Regions from separate parts of the Macaca mulatta genome. Here region 2 is linked to region 1. A link is a contact called in public Hi-C data. All regions are on one chromosome and are shown on one strand. The core of a region is the stretch at or near the end of the contact, and the rest is flanking DNA. Distances in the headings are between cores, read along the strand shown. Region 1 holds the start of LARGE1 (LARGE xylosyl- and glucuronyltransferase 1). Region 2 overlaps LARGE1 (LARGE xylosyl- and glucuronyltransferase 1).

What was found. A called contact is a pair of places that touch in the nucleus more often than the background predicts.
Region 2: a contact with region 1 is called in a Hi-C map of fetal cortex germinal zone, with 4 times the contacts expected there. The contact joins the enhancer-like site here to the promoter of LARGE1 in region 1. A contact is called at or near these places in 2 of 14 Hi-C or Micro-C datasets (fetal cortex germinal zone and fetal cortical plate).

What each region holds. Positions count from the first base shown.
Region 1 is chr10:17,613,908-17,616,607 of T2T-MMU8v2.0, reverse strand. It overlaps LARGE1 (LARGE xylosyl- and glucuronyltransferase 1), which reads right to left and starts at 1,291. Exons shown (of 15, transcript NM_001260905.1): 1 at 934-1,291.
Region 2 is chr10:17,866,137-17,868,836 of T2T-MMU8v2.0, reverse strand. All of the region lies in intron 2 of LARGE1 (LARGE xylosyl- and glucuronyltransferase 1), which reads right to left. Among named protein-coding and RNA genes, the nearest start is that of LARGE1, 250 kb to the right of the region's middle. Within about 2 kb of position 1,431, at least 5 of the 40 cell types and tissues checked have an H3K27ac peak or open chromatin away from gene starts, as enhancers often do. A contact at or near this core is called in fetal cortex germinal zone, where this site is marked.

The DNA of each region.
Region 1 (2,700 bases), core at 42-2,541:
ATTCAGCAGAAACCTGCTCAACCGAGGTACATCAGCATAGGGACAAAAAAAAAAAAAAAATCCATCCCCATTAAACAGGGTCACCCAAGGGATGGATTCAGTGTACAAGAGACAATCTGTTCCCTCCGAAGTGACCCACTTAAAATCAGATTGTTCTGGGGGAAGCTCATAGGTTTAATAAATTTCAAACAGGCAAGGACAGGCTTGTACAACTGAGGTTCCTTAAGAGGAACATTTAAAAGAGGATAAGGCAATGAACTAAATAACTTGAGGATACACAAACTTTGGAGTCCTCACTCCAAAACTTCAAAAGTAGTGACATTTACAAGAATGTCTGGATAGCTGTACACTGATCACTCCTCACAAGCAGCTTTGCCTAATAGGAAGGACATGCTGGCTGGGTTCCCCCCTACAGATAGCAATGCCAACCAACCACTCTGTCCTAAAGAGGGACTCGCAAGCTGTAGCTGCTCGCCCCCAAATTGCCCCGGACTGTCTGCAAGAAGAAACAAGAAAAGTTATTCACAGCATCACACCAGGAAAGGTAGTTGTGTACCGCCCAAGACGGGCCTCTCCAAACACGGCAGGCTCCGCAAACTACAGGTGCTCACCGCTAACAAGTGAGGCCCCGGGTGCGAGTATCGGTCACATGCACTCCTGGTGTTAACCAGAAACAACTCCCGGCTCGCTCCCCTGCCAGCAGCCTGTGTGCCCAGAAGCGGAGCAGGCCCTGAGGGGGTCCTCGGGACGTCGGAGACTGAGGGCTTCCACCTCCAGCCTCTCCAGGGCTCCCGGCCAGGGCAGCAGAGGGTGTGCCCGGCCTCCCCGCCGGCATCCCGAGTACAGGGGGTACCAGCGACAGGTTCGGAGAACTTGTCCGGCGCTGCACACCACGGCGCCCCCGCGGCGACTCTCGCACTCCGGGGCTCTTACCTTAGCCGTGACTGCCGCCAGGCAGAGGGAGACGCGGAAGAACCGGGTGGCGCGGCGGCGCCGCCGCCTACGAGGCGCACGGGGTCCGGGTCAGGGTCCCGGCAGGCGCTGCCCTACTCGGAGCGGCGGTGCCAATCGCAGAGTTCGGGACTGCCCCCGGCTCCAAATGCCGCGGCGAGGGTCCGGGTCGCCCAAGCTGAGCACTGTCCCTTCTTCCTCTTCCTCCGGGGCCGCTGCCTGGAGCTGCTCCCGGCCCGGGGGACTCTTCCGAGCCAGGGGCGCCCCGCATGGGCAGGGGCCTGGGTCCGCCTCGGGTTGGGTCCAGGGAGCGGCCGCCGGGGCCGACTCCACCTCCCGCGCTCCCAGCCGATTCGTCCCTTCAGGGCAGGGCCTGCCCGCGAACGGCCCGGCGAGGCGAGCGCGGCCGCGCCCCCAGCTTCGGGCGCCCGGGCTCCAGAGCGGCGGCGGGGCAGGAACACACCGGCCGGGCCAGGCGCCGAGCGCGGCGGCGCGGGGGGGGGGCTGCAGCCGGCCGCGGCGCGCTCTCCCCCAGGGCCTGCGCCGCCCGCCAGGGGCTCCGCGGGAAGGAGGCGCCGGAGAGGGCCTCGCCCCGGCCTGGGGCGCGGGGCCGGGGGCGCGGGGCTAGGGGAGGCGCCGCGGGAAGGTCACGGGAGCGGAGGCGCGGCGAGCGGATCGCGGTGCGGTGGGTGCGGGGAGCCGAGGCAGGCGGCCCCCGCCGCCGGGAGCGCTCGCCGGCCTCGGCCGCCGCCGCCTCCGAGATGCGCCGGCTTCCCGGAGCGCCCGGCGCTCGGAGCTGGGCGGCCGCTGCAGCCGCCACGGGCAGCCGGGCGCCGCTGGCCGGAGCCGGCGCGCGATCCCCGCCTCCCGCGCCCGGTCAGGAGGGGGCTGCCGAGCTGGGGCCGACAGGGGCGGGCGCTGGGGTCCGGGCTTCGGGCTGGCCCCGCCGCCTCCGCGTGCCCAGAGCTCCGGACTCGCTCAGCAGCTGCAGTGACTGTGTGTCTGTGTCATGTCTGTGCAGCCGGGGGGGACCGCGAACCGGGGCTGGGTTCCGAGCGGGGGCGGGGCCGGCGCCCTCCTTGGCGCCCGCCTCCGACCCCGTGACCGAGCGGCCGACCAATGGCAAGCTCCGCAGCCGCGCGGACCGAAAGTTCGCCCCCGCAAGGCTCCGCCCCCCGGCGAGACTCCGCCCCAGTGCTTCTTCAGCTCGCTGGCAGGCAGGCGGAAGCAACACCCGGAGCCGGGATCCCGGGCCGGGTCGGGATGAAAGGGTGCAAGCTGAGAGCTCCCCGCCCTTCTTCCCCCCCACCCCGGCCGCTCCCGGCCGCCTCGGGTTTGGCGTGCCTCGCGGAAAGAGGGGGAAGGGAAGCGGGACGGACTCGCAGCTGCCGTGTTAGAGACGCTCGCAGGCTTGCAGGACCATGCAGCGTGCTCCCCAAATTGCACAAAACAGCCGTCGTGAGAAGTGGGAAGTTTCCCCGCCTCGGGTCGCCGCTTCTCTCAGAGGTGGGCATGGTGTGGGGCAGCTGGAGTCTGTGAGGAGCCCCGCTGAAGGGCTCTGACGGCATCTTTCTGGGCTCAGTTTCCAAGAATCCTGTCCAAGGCTTCCTGTTCCTCTGAGGAAACTACATTCTGTTTCCCCCACCCCAAACACACACCCCGTGCACGCACAACACGCCCCTCCCCTGCTGGTTTTATTCTCGCTCTTTCCCTCTTGGCATAAGAACCCGGCGCGCAACATCCCTCGAA
Region 2 (2,700 bases), core at 182-2,681, 250 kb before region 1:
TGAATGTCACACATTATCTTATGTAGTTATTTCAGTTCTTGGAAACAGGTTTATTGTCCCTGTTTTAAAGAAGCAAAAACAGGGCCAGGCGCGGTGGCTCACGCTTGTAAATCTTGCACTTTGGGAGGCCGAGGCAGGTGGATCACGAGGTCAGGAGATAGAGACCATCCTGGCTAACACAGATAATTACCTCATCTCTACTTTAAAAACATTAGCTGAGCGTGGTGGCGGGCACTTGTAGTCCCAGCTACTCAGGAGGCTGAGGCAGGAGAATGGTGTGAACCCGGGAGGCGGAGCTTGCAATGAGCAGAGATCGCGCCACTGCACTCCAGCCTGGGCGACAGAGCGAGACTCCATCTTAAGAAAAAGAAAGAAAAAAGCAGACATAGAGCCTCACTGGGCTTAAGTAACTTGCAAGATTTACTGCAAAAAGAAGTTATTTAAAAAAAGATCAAATTGACTCCAAAAAAACTTTGATTTTCATTTTACTTTCTGCATCTAATATCTCTTTCCAGGAAATAAAGGTTGTCCTTCTATGCAACAAGCTGAGGATACCCTCTTGCGAGATACCACTTGTACAAAAGACAAGCAGCAGCCTCATTTCAACAAGATTCAGGAAAGTAAGGAACTCAGTGCAGAAAGATGAATAACCAAGAGAATCCAAATCATACCATTTAAAAAAATTTTTTAAATTTTTTTATTATTATTATGCTTTAAGTCACTCGGACACAGGAAGGGGAACATCAAATCATACCATTTTTAACAGTCTGCTGAACTCTACCAAGGCCCAGCAAAAACAAGCGAGGCTGATAAAGCAGCCCAAGTATACTATTATTACACTCAGAGGGCAAGCATGGATGCAGAAAGAAAGGAAAGAAGAATCAGAAAGAAGGCGATTTCCTGACATCTTAATCTGAACACCCTGGCTACCCTGCCTGAGTTGTCCTGTGTCCTTTCAAAAGGACACTGGCAGCTGCCTAAGCAGGAGAGCGACTGCAGAGAGTGCATGAGGCCATTACTTCTAGAGCTGTAAGCAAGCCTGCTACTGCCAATAGAGATGGATCTATTCTGCCTTCTGTAGCCTACAAAACAGAAAGGAGGTAGGAGCAGGGAAGAGATGCATACATGATAATAAAAGGGGTCAGGAGGTCTCAGCTGCCAGGCTCAGGTCAGACAGGAGAAGTGACACACAGGGGGAATCAGAAATCTTTTTCTGCAATCACCAGTGGATTCAGAGGCTGGTCTGAGGCAGCAGTCTCTAGGATGGTCTAGAAATGGTTAATTCACAGTTTCTCTCCTGATGAGTAGCTTCAGCTGCTCATCAATAGAATCTCCAGCTGATAATTATTAAGTGAAACTTGGGGCTTGCATTTGCATATGTAAAGCACACTTCCCTCCAAAGCCACAATGGGAGTGAGAATGCACTTCCTGATTGTACAGCACTGGGGAGGCTTGGGTGGGTGGGGCTCCAGCCTGCTTTGCATGTGCTTCTCCACGCTAATCAAGCCAGATATTCAGCAGAAATAAACCCCACATCCCAAAATATGCCATTTGTCAAAATCCAGAGCTCACATAAGAGACCTCTCGCTCTCCAGATCCCAGAAGGCTGCATTCCACCACAATAAGCCTCTGTAAGGGTTATAATTACTCAGCCCGGTGCACGCACCCACGTGCACACACCCTCGCATCTACACACACCTGGGTTGTTTTGCTGGCTGATGGGAGTGTTATATGAGTTTCTCCAGAAAGAAGGCTTCCATCCTTCTCACATATTCCTGACACTTTTTTCCATCTTTGCACCTGTGGACTAAGAAGCGTCAGCCCCAAAGAACAAGCCAGAAGGAAATGCAAACAGCATCAAATTCGAAGTATCTGATGGCTTATCTCTATCGTGACGTTTATCTCAGTTTGTGAGGAAAGTCACTGAGCTCCTCCTCCTACAGGAAAGGACGCCTTAACAGAAAAGCCATCACTCCCAGGAGAAAAGCCAGGGACATCGGCCTTAGCCCGGCCTGAAAAATCACAGACTTCTAAACACCAGTGTCAGTTGTAGGCACTACAGCCTGATTGTAATGAGAAAGCCACTGGGCCCAAGAAAAGGTGCCTAAAATTATACTTAAACCATTCGAAAGACAGAAGCAGACAACAGGATTAACAAATAATATAAATGATTAACTCGGGGTCTCTTCGTCACTGGTTAAGATCATGATCCCCTGGTCCTCACTGTCACCTGTTAAATGGGGGTAAAAATAGGCATACTCTTATACAGTACCATCAAGGCATGTATAAACTAGGAACACTTTAGCTTATCACATACAAACGTGCATTCATTGGACAATTTTTGGATAGGGGGCAAAGGCCTTTTCTGTAAGGACAGGCCCGCTGTCTGAAATCCTACACTGCCTTCCTTGCATAAATCTCGAAGACATTGCCACACACTTTTATCTTGGTTTTTTTTTGTTTGTTTGTTTGTTTTTACAGTGTGGGGTAAACTTAAAAGATATCTGTAAACTAATCAGAGTACAGAATTCCTTTCCTATTTTGATCTTTTCCCCCATTTTTTAGTTGTCTTGCCAACATTTTATTTGACAGCTCTTTTTAAGGCAATTTGCCTTTAGGCTACTGTTCCAAAACACACAACTTCTTATTTCTTATAGAAACACTCCTTCCTGCACTCATATTTCACTGCTCTATGGAATA